Linked DNA regions of Danio rerio: region 2 is linked to region 1. The links are chromatin contacts, called in public HiChIP or PLAC-seq maps. All regions are on one chromosome and are shown on one strand. The core of a region is the stretch at or near the end of the contact, and the rest is flanking DNA. Distances in the headings are between cores, read along the strand shown.

Region 1 (5,798 bases), core at 272-2,771:
AATAACTATTTAGTGTGGACATGTCACGGCCAGAAGCAGCTTTACAGAAAATAATAGATTAAACAGATTCAAGAAAATGGTATCAAAAATGAGTGACAAAGCAATTTGGAAACATTGCAAATGATGGAAGTTTGGAGCACATATTTTATACATAAAAAGTTAAAACGCACATCTATCATCTCATTACTTCTTTACTAATAGAAAATATTTCTATACTGTTTATTACAATAAGTTATATTATTAAATATTCAAGTTAAAAATCATTTTTATGTTTTTTTTTATATTTCTCTTATATTTCCAGCAAGGTTTTAATGAACTTGCAATACTGTTGAAAGCACAGAACAATCAGTTCTGATGTGTAAACTAATCATAAACAAACAATTGTGATCGGTTCATAAGATTGGCCAGATTAGCAAGTACGGATCGAGTCATGAAATGTGATTATCGGCCGATCACGATGTCTGGCCGATCAATCGGAGCATCACTATTTACTACTTGTGTGAAACAGGAAGTGCCATATCAATCTTGCAACCACTCCAAAGTTTTTTGGAAACAAAAACGATACTAAAAAGCAAAATCCAACTAATTTCCACCAACAAGTATATATTATTTTTCACTGAATGGCAAAAGTTAGTTCTACTCTAATTCTGTAATTTACAAAATGACTGACTGAACATGGACTGGATCTTCTGTCAACAACAGATATGGAATAGCAGGCCCTATTAAGAGATTATTCATTCATTCATTTTCCTTTGGCTTAGTCTCTTTATTCATTAGGGGTCGCCACAGAGGAATGAGCCGCCAACTTTAGGAGTTTCATTTAGCCTACAAATTACAGTCCAGTCGACATAGCTTTTCGCAACAAATATCTTATTTTAGAGCTCACAGTTTAAAGTAGAAACACCCACAATCATGTCATATCCTGCAGGAAACTGAATAATCCTTTGGGAATGCTTGATGTCATACAAAATCAAAGCGTACAGTGGGACAATCAGACAGGTGATCACAGCATATGCGGTGCCTTAACAGCGGGGAAAACCCGTTAAGCGCATTAACAGAAGATGAGTCGCCTCAGATCCACAGTAACACACATACGAGTCAGTGATACATTTAGGTGTTCATCGAAAGTTACACCCGTTCTTGTGTATAGAACAGGTGTATGTAATTATTATAGCTTACACCTGTTACTGTTACCTGTTGCTCCAACCGCTTTCATACAATTAAAATTACAGCACATTTTAAACCAGAAGCACGTAAACACAGACAAACGGGAAGACAATGTTATAAAAAGTAAATATTTCAAGGTCCCAAATACTTACCTCGCACACAAAGAAGAGACATTGCTGAGATTTTAGTCCACACTGTACATTTATGACTTTATCACCTCTTCTGGCACTTTATTTCCTCCCCGTTCGAAAGGATATTTTAAGTTGCGAACAAATATCGTAGTTTGTTGAATTCATCATCATAATAGACTAGAGTTAAATAGCGACTGTGTTCGCAACGCGCCAGGAGAACTGTGTTCTGCGTCCCCATGGCGTTAGTGACATAAGCAGGAGCCAATCAACTTCATCAAAAGGAGAGAGTGGGCGGGACTACAAGATGATGCGACGGATAACGTTTTTTATCCGCACAGGTGTGTAATGCCCTCTTTAACCTGCATATTTGACAACATCTGCATCATCATATTCATTTAAAACAAACAAATCCTGCTATTTTTGTAGATATGTATGCCTATAATTATTTGCAACATATTAAATATTAATATTTAACGTGTGTTTTAGGCTATTTTTGAAGGAAAAAAATGGCTGACTGGTAATGTTTAATTTCTGATTTAAATGCTGCACCTTTATTATACTAAACTTAACAGTCTCAGTCTGTGTGTGCAGCCTGTTGAACTGACGAAAGGATTTATGTCTGATGTTTCTGTAGTGCCATTGCGCCATCTCGCGTTTAACACATGCTACTTCGTAATAAACATTTTAAAAATATTTACATTCACATTTGTTTCCAAGTAGCCGTGAAACTAAGCACTCTGTTAACTTGATTTGAATAAATGCTTTTACCCGAGCAACACCTAAATACCTGTGCAAGGATCTGGTTAGAAGGACGAAACAAGCAAAAACAATAAAGAAATAAATGAATCAATAAATACGCAAAAATATGAATAAATGAGTAAATAAATCCATAATTTCATGCATGAATAAAACAATAAATAAATACGCAAATATATAAATAAACAAGTAAATAAATCTATAAATTCCTGCATAAATAAAAAAAGAAATATGCAAAGAAATGAATAAATGATATCGAAAATCCACAACTTCCTACTTAAATAAATATATAACACGAATGATGGGGGAATAAGTAAATGCTAAACTGAAAGGTTGTTTTTTTTCCCCATTGAAACCATTATTCATGTAGTTGCTTGTTTACTTTTCCTCAGGTCAACATGCTAATGAGAGGCAGTCTGTCTTTCTTTTTTTTCTTCTTCTTTTTCTTCTTCTTATTATTGTTATTATTATTATTATTACTACTACTTGTTGTTGTTGGTGGTGGTGGTGGTGGTATGCGAAAGGTGAAAAGATACAAATCACAGTACATTATAAAGAAAGTTAAAATAATTTGAAAAAAAAAGAAAACCAAAAAACAGAAGAGACATTACACATTAAAGAAAAAGATTATATAATTTACAAATGTCAGTTGTTTTTAAAGCCTTTCTTTGTAAAAGAGTTAGAAATAGTTTCAAAGTAATACTGCATTTCAGAAAGAAATGCTATTTAAAAAAGGTTTTTGGTTTATAAATTTACATTTATGCATATAAAATTTTGTTAATAAGATAAGAAGAATAGGGAAATAGGTTTTCTTTTTATGTAAAGGCTTTGTCTTGTAATTAACAAAACCAAACAAAACCTTTTCACAAAAAGACAAATCTTTCCAAAGCAAATAAGAATAACTGCATTGCAAAAATAGGTGAACTATTAGGACTCAGGCTGTCTGTCAATTATCAGAAAGTGGTCTTTATGCCATCATCAGTTGATTTTTAGAAAAACTTTCCATTTGATTTTATTCACTGGCTTCTGGTGATTGACAGACAGCCTCTTATTAGCATGTTGACCCAAGAAAAGTAAACATGCAACTACGTGAATAATGGTTTAAAATGAGGGGAAAAAAATAAACTTTTAGTTTAGCATTTTCTTATTCCCCAACATTCCTGAAATGTATTTATTTATTTGCTGCCAGCACTAATAACGATTTATGTATTTATTTATTCAGGAATTGATGTATTTATTTACTCATTTATTTATATATTTGCGTATTTAAATAACAACAACAACAACAACAACAACAACAATAATAATAATGATTATTATTATTATTATTATTATTATTATTATTATTATTATTATTATTATTATTATTATAGGGGAAAAGTAAATATCTGACTTTCTATTATATCATTCTCTGACCTGCTTCTAACATGCTGGTTTGCTGCTTGTTGTTGGTGCTCAGTTAATAATAATAACAAAATAATGATAATATTTATTTATGCAGGAACTTGTGGGTTTTATATGCATTTATTTATTGATTTATTAATTTGCATATTTATTTATTTATTGTTTTATTTTTGCAGGAATTTATGCATTTATTTACTCATTTATTTATATTTTTTCTTATTTATCTATTTATTGCTTTTGCAGGTTTCGTCCTCCACAATTCAGGATAAAATGTTTTTATAAAAATATTATTTGGATTCAAATTCTTTATATGTATTTTCAGTTATATTTAAAGAATTGTATTTATATGGCTTATAATATATTTCACAGATTTAAATAATAATAATAATAATAATAATAATAATAATAATAATAATAATAATAATAATAATATATATTATTGTATATATTATATTATATTCTTTGCTCCTGAACTGCTTCTAACATTTTCTGCTTGTTGTTAGTGCTCAGTTGATAATGATAAATAAATAATGATGAATTTGTTTGTTTTTGCGACTTAAAGTTTAAAATATATATATATATATATACATATATACACATATATACACATATATACACACACACACACACACACACACACACACACATATATATATATATATATATATATATATATATATATATATATATATATATATATATATATATATATATATATATATATATATATATATATAGCACTAGGTCAGTTATGCATCACGAGAATGGGTTACATTTTAAAACAAAATAATTTTTTGTGTTGTTTCACATGTTTCACTGTATTTTAAGCGCAAATAATGCCTTGCTAAGATTTAAACACTAATAAAAAAATTTAAAATAGTAATTTATTCCGGACTGTAATCACTGTCCTTAAAAGGGTTATTATTTACTTGTTTAAATTGGTCTACATCATCAAGTATTACTAAACATTATATTTATATTACCAGTCCGTCGATCTATAAACCCTATTTTTGTCCTGTACGTTTCTCCACCAGCGGAGTAAAAGGAACAAATAGCACGTGTACATGGGCGTGGCTTGAAAAGTCGTTGCGTTTCACGGAACCAATAGGAGTCTCTTTCGCCGTAATATATTACTGTTATTCAAATATATTCAAATATAGCCTAAATAGGCAATTGTTATTGGTTCTTGATAGGGAAAGCGACCAATCGCTTAAATGACAGCCCTTCAGCTGTTCGAACGTTCCGCCCCCTAGTTATTTTTCAGCAAATCCCGGAAGTATTGTTTTTAAAGGGACAGAATAATTTCATGGGCGACGGCTTTGGACCAAGAGCTAAGCAAAAAATAGCAAAGGCCCGTTGGCAGAGGTGCTTATAGGACGTGGAAAGGAGAAGAAAGCCAATCAAAATAGCTTTGTCAGCATTTGGAAAGCGGGATCTTGTATCCTCATCGGCCAGATAAACCTTCGTCACACTGGGATTTCAACGCAGACAGTTTGACGTCGATTACGCTGAAGATCTCCAGATCCTGTCTAAAATAGGATCAAACTCTTCCTCCAGAGATGATGGCAATGTTAGTTTGCTGACTGCTGCAGCCGTTGTCATTGTCATCGTTGTATGTTTGCTGTGGGTGAGTTCTCTTTGTGCTGCCATTCTCCTTTAGATCACTCTCATTTCACCATTTATTTATAGATCAGTCTCATTTCACCTTGTGCGTAGGATCTGAGATGAATCCGTAATATTTGAATCACCTCAGCAACCTCACTAATCAATCCCGTGTATATATGCTGCTTTATTAATCTGAACTCTAATATAAACCTCAGATTAAAGGATGAGATGATCCCTAGTCTGATCAAAAGGATCCCTGGGTCTTTTCCATCTATTGTACTTGAAATGCTCTCACGTGTGTTTGATAATGGCAGATTAATCACAGTCTGCACACACAATGCATACAGGCTGCTGTATGTTCATGCGCAGGGGGGCGTTTCTGCTTTGTCTGATTCATGCTATTTCATCCACTGAAGGCAACTTTCATCAGTGCATAAGCATGCATTTCTCACTTCAGTGCTTGCTATGTCTTTTACTTTGGGTTCTTTTGTTCCTTTTTGATTTATTACATTCTTTGTGCTTGAGATGTGCATGATTACGTTACATCCCTGGCCATGGGCCGTTATGAATCATTCCTGCATGGCTTGGTGGTGTAGTTTATTTTAAAATGTTGCCTTGTGCTTCATCTAAACATTGCAGGCAAATCCTGCTGTCCTTGTAGCCTAATTAGCATCAGTAATGCCAGCATTTTATGGAGAGACAAGCAGGCTATGGAGTTTTTACAGTGGGTGGGTG
Region 2 (5,391 bases), core at 128-2,627, 230 kb before region 1:
GTCAACATACATAAAATAAAAAGAAACTTGACCTGTTTTTACAATAATAACCACCACAATAATGACACTTTATAAAACTACAAAAAAAACTACTTATTTTATAATATTCTTCAATGCAATTATTACGGCATATTTCTTTACAATCATATTGTGGTACAGAAAAAAAGTATACTGAACAATCTCCCATATGAGCAGCCTTCAACAATCAAATACAGAGCGTGTACATTAAAAGGCCTTTATATGCTGTTCAATGCAGTGTTTATTCGATAATTCGTATCGCTTATAATAAAATGTGTGCAGGCCAGAGATTTGAGGAGATGATGTGCCTGTGTTTATTATGAAACCGCTGGTGCTGTGATCGATATGCGCAAACACAGGCCTCACACGCGCGCGCCCTCAGCGAATCACGATGGCACATTTGACATAACAGCAGCACGCCCTGTATCTGTCACCCTATTTTCTGATTTTAACAGCTCTATGATCATCTTTTCTTCACTTACATGTAATGCACCAAAACAGCGAAGGCCTAATTGACATATAAATAAATAAACGATGTCAAATCAGCATGAAAACAACGAACTGCCTGTCTGTTTTTCTATCCCAAGGTGCTTCTTTTGTGTAATGATGATCATAAATCGCTATTCTAAAAGCTTGGAAAATCATCTGTATTACAGTAAAAGCCCATCATGCCGACCTTTAATGTTAACGCATGAACGATGAACGCATTAAAACGGGCGTATGTGAGCGGACATAACGGTGCACGCGCAAACGTCAAAAACGCCAGTATCTAAACGTTATCATTTAAAAACAACACAACCCTCATTAATGTCGCGTTAATAACTAATAAAACCACAATCTCTGTTTAATATGATTCAGAAGCAATGATGTAAGATTTGCCAGCGGGCAGTCCGGTTAGCTTCCACCGCACCATGTTTACCACATTCCTTTCAAATGATGAAAACAGCGGCACGTTTATACTCACATTGACGATAAATGTCATGTCTACGGCTCCCAAATATCAGGATGTCAAACCACGGTGAACAATCTTGACGTTTGGGTTGATTTTGTGGTGAAGATACTGAGCGCAACAGCAGCGCAGCGCTGAGAGACGTGGACGGCGCTACGTCAGATGATGCGCGCGCCCGCCCTCGCGCTCACACAAACTGCGCGTCCGTAGAATGCTGACTTTTGGGCATCTTTACGGTGATGGGGGTCACAAACCACTTCTGTTTGGGTCCAGGTGAGAGGGGTTGGAAACTGTGGCTTGATAGCGTGAGGGCGGGTTGGGGTGTTGGACTGCTGGTGCCCTGCAGGCAGCTCTTTGTTTAGGCTACTCTCCGGTCACTGCGTTTCTCATTGTTCGGTGGAAGAAAGCCTGCCTTCACTCTCAGCACTGAGAGTTAAATAGCTGGCGTGTCCCATGAATGGACTAAGGGCCCGTCTGTCTGGAGGGTCCACCTAATTTTAGTTAGGAAAAACAGGGATTGCAGTTGCTGCAAAAAGTGTTTGGATATTTGGGGCACATAGACATGTATGAATATCATTGCATATAAAAATATATAATTAAAAAGAAAAAATATTAAAAAGACCCGCTCTCCCCCTTCCCTAAACCCTACTGACAAATTTAAAAAGCAATTCAGAAAAAGAAAAGCCCTCATCTGATTTTTGTGACGTTAAACCACACTCTCATCCTGTCATTTACTTGTTTATTTTTTTTTTTTGAATTCTGTTTTTGTCTTAGATGCTTTCTGAAACATTCTTCAAGCGTGGACAGTCATCTCTAGTATGGTGGGATTTAAGAAATGTTTGATTTTAGACAGCAAGCTGGGATGATAAAAACTGAAGCCAATAACCGATCTGATATGTTTGTCTACTCTATAAAACTCAACAGTCAACTTTACTCAAAATGTATTGAAAGTTAATTCAACTCATTTGAAGAGAGTTTTGAAGGTAATGAGTTAATTAAATATCGCATTACTTCATCTTAAATGGAGTATACAGAACTTATTACAGCAGTGCATAACTGAACAGACTCAAAAAGTGTAAAAATGCAGATTCAAAATTTTAAAAAGTATAAAAGTATTTTATTTGTACAAAATAGTTTTGCTTTTACAAAAAATGCATAGTTCAGGCATAATGTACACAAATAGAGCTGATTATCCAGAAGTGTTTTTGTGTACTGGATACAATGAATATGTTCAAATTGCTCTCTTCATTTCATTTGAAGTGCATTAAAAATCTGTTACATAAAAAATTTATTTTCCTTTGTGTTTTCAAATGGAAATCTTTGGGATATAGTCTTTGTGAAGATTTCAGAAAAAAGTATGCATAGCAAGCTGCGATCGTGATGTAAAAATTCATTACATACACACCCACACAGACCCACACACAGAGACACACACCACAGTCAGTGAAATAATGAAGAGAAGCACCTAAAATATACAATAAGATGACTAGCTTGTAACAAACCTGTAAAGTTTAGTGTATGGTATATGAATTAAACCATTGTGCCTTTTCTGGCGTTAGATTACTGAAGCATATGTGACTCTGCATCAACTTGCTGAGCAGATCCTAAAATAAGTAATGAGCGGCTGGCTTTATTTATATCAAGGTCCTTGATCACGTCAGTCCTATTTGAACTACAGTATATGAGGACCATGCTTCAGCATTGCTTCTCATTTCACATGATTAAAAGGCTCTCGAGTTTCTAAAAGTACATTTTCATTCCAAAGGCCAGAGAAGGATCAAAAAATGGTAATATAAATATGGCAAAAAAATGGTTGGTTGAATTTTTGACCTCCTAGAGATATGATATCATAGACACCATAGAAATATATGTGACAGGGATTTTAGTTAACTGAAATTGCCAGATCGCAACAATTAGCTATAGAGCTACAGTCAATGAAGTTCCTCCAATAATTATTTTTCATTTTAAATATGTCCCCTTTATGCTATTTTAAGAGTTCTTGAAGGGACAGTTACCTCAAGGTAGTTCCAAACCTTTATGAGTTTCTTTCTTCTTTTAAAAACAAAAGAAGATGTTTTGAAGAAGGCTGAAAACCTGCAATCACATTAAAGAAATGGATTCATTTACTAAGGTTGCAAACAATTTATATAGGTTGAATTTAAATTGACAAATTAAGTTGAACATAACTAAATTTAATTTATTTGTTTCAATTAAACCCATATAACTTATAAAAATGCGTAAATCCAATCAATCATTTTCCACAGTAGGAAAAACAAATACTACTGAAGTCAATGGTTACAGGTTTCTATAAAATGGCTTCCTTAGTCTTTAACAGACGAACGAACCCCATAGAGGTTTGAAACAAGTAAAGGGCGAGTAAATGAAATCATTTTGTTTTAGAGGTCTTCGACAATAAATTTACTTGAATCTAAATCACTTCTTTACTCACAGCATGGGCTCTCTAAACCCCACTTTTTTGAGAGCCTGCTCTGCTCTGATTGGTCAGATGGTGCAGACCGTTGAGATTGTCATTTGGTTTTTGACATGCATTATAAGCCATAGACCAGTTGCATACAGTGCTCAGCATATATAAGTACACCCCTCACAAATCTATCTTTTAAAGTCATTTATTTTTAACAGGAAGCTATACAATAAAATATTTGTGCATATACATTAGATTAGTCAGTACTGAAACCAAATCTGTAGCTTATCTAACGACATAAGTTAAGAGTCCAAAAACTAGTACACCCACATTTTTATATTATAGAAAAATATCAAATACAAATAAAATAAAAATAGGAAAAATCAAGAGAAGCAAAAAAAAAAAAAAAAGGAAAAATTGAAGCTTTAATTGGATTGTATTATCTTTTAATTTCTAAATATGTTTAGTTACTAAAATATTATTTAAAAAAATATATCTGTTTAATAAATATTTTTTGTTTAAATGTACCAAAATGCATTGCCTATATTTACTGAGAAATAAATAAAAATATTCATTTTCAAAATGGTTGTACTTAATTATGCTGAGCACTGTATCTGAATTTCAGTTCCAGAGGCTTCCTCGGGACAGTGTTATGAGCAGTAATAATGTTGTTGATCATCAATTTGAGTCTAAACCTTTGGAGGTGCATACTAAGCAGATCTTGCTTTCGCAGCACAGAACCTACTGTACATCTTGACATGCTGACAAATCTCTTCCTGGCCTCAGAAACACTACAGTGTTTGACAGTGTTTCCATGGCAGGAAGTAAGGCTCAAATTGCCGAAGACCTCAGTTAGTCTTTGAACAGCAGTCATATTACATGAAAGATAATATGAAGAGTTCAGATGCCAAAGCCTTGTTGAATTATTCATTTTATAATATTAGCATTTTTCTCAGCCTCTAATGTTTGTGTTCACTTATTTCACTTTGAAGGCATTGAAAATAATTATTCATCACCACAAAAACATAAAATGACTGAATCTACACACAGAAAAATGGCAGATTCGAATGTTATCACTCGACTAAATGAGCGTTATCAGTGGTCATCAGCTGAGAGATATGGGCCAGTAGGGGCCTTCTGTGCCTACTGGTAAGCTCAGAAGGCTGTTATCATCCGTCCACATGGTTAATCAGCTATAGATCAAATATGGCAGCGGCCGTAAGTTATCGGAAATTATTTATGTTAGTTATTAAATTTCCCTTTAACTGTATTTTATAAACATCTACCCCTACCCCAACCCTAAACCCAACCATTACAGTAATGTAAAAACAAATCTAAATCTGCAGTCTTCTCTATTAATATAGCTGATTAACCACAAGAATTATTTATATTGTTTGTTAAATTTGCCATTAATTGTATTTTATAAACATTGACCTCTACCACAACCCTAAATTCAATCATCACAGTAATGTAAAAACAGATCTGGATCTGGAATCTTCTTTATTAGTATAGCTGGTTAACAATGTGGATGGATGATAACAGCCTTCTGAGCCTACCAGTAGGTGCAGAACGCCCCTACTGGCCCATATTTATCAGCTGATAATCACTGATAATGCCCATTCAATCGAATGCTAACATTCGAAGCGCCTGGAAAAATGCTCATTTTTAGAAGAACATTTTAGACAGCATTTAGAGGATTTTTTGCATCTGAACACTTTATATCTGAAATAAAGGCCCAATCCCAATTCTACCCCTCAGCCCTTCCCCTTAACTTGCAAAACAAGGGGTAGGGGTGTCCCAATTCTCTTTAGCTTGAAGCCGTAGGGCTAAGGGGAAGGGCTCAATACCCCTTCAAAGGGAGATTTTTCAGGGCCACACTTAAAATCAAGGGGTAAGAAAATTTTCTTAAGAGAATTTTTACAACAAACAACTATATGTTTTAATATGTTCATAATGGCATTCGTGTTTTACCATCATGGTTTAAAAAAAATGCATTAATAAA

Evidence for each region. HiChIP or PLAC-seq counts read pairs in DNA pulled down with a chosen protein or histone mark.
Region 2: an H3K4me3 HiChIP or PLAC-seq map of embryo shows a contact between it and region 1, with 2.2 times the contacts expected there. The contact joins the promoter of rusc2 here to the promoter of unc13ba in region 1. A contact is called at or near these places in 2 of 18 Hi-C or Micro-C datasets (caudal fin and an unstated tissue) and 1 of 4 datasets of contacts at active chromatin or transcription factors (embryo).

The regions. Positions count from the first base shown.
Region 1 is chr5:19,790,485-19,796,282 of GRCz12tu, reverse strand. It overlaps unc13ba (unc-13 homolog Ba (C. elegans)), which reads right to left and starts at 1,521. Exons shown (of 42, transcript XM_021476430.3): 1 at 1,320-1,521. The coding sequence starts at 1,341. atosb (atos homolog b) reads left to right here and starts at 4,747. Exons shown (of 11, transcript NM_001433130.1): 1 at 4,747-5,085.
Region 2 is chr5:20,024,016-20,029,406 of GRCz12tu, reverse strand. It overlaps rusc2 (RUN and SH3 domain containing 2), which reads right to left and starts at 1,377. Exons shown (of 12, transcript XM_005165191.6): 1 at 983-1,377. It overlaps atp8b5a (ATPase phospholipid transporting 8B5a), which reads right to left. Exons shown (of 29, transcript XR_012406786.1): 29 at 2,063-3,061.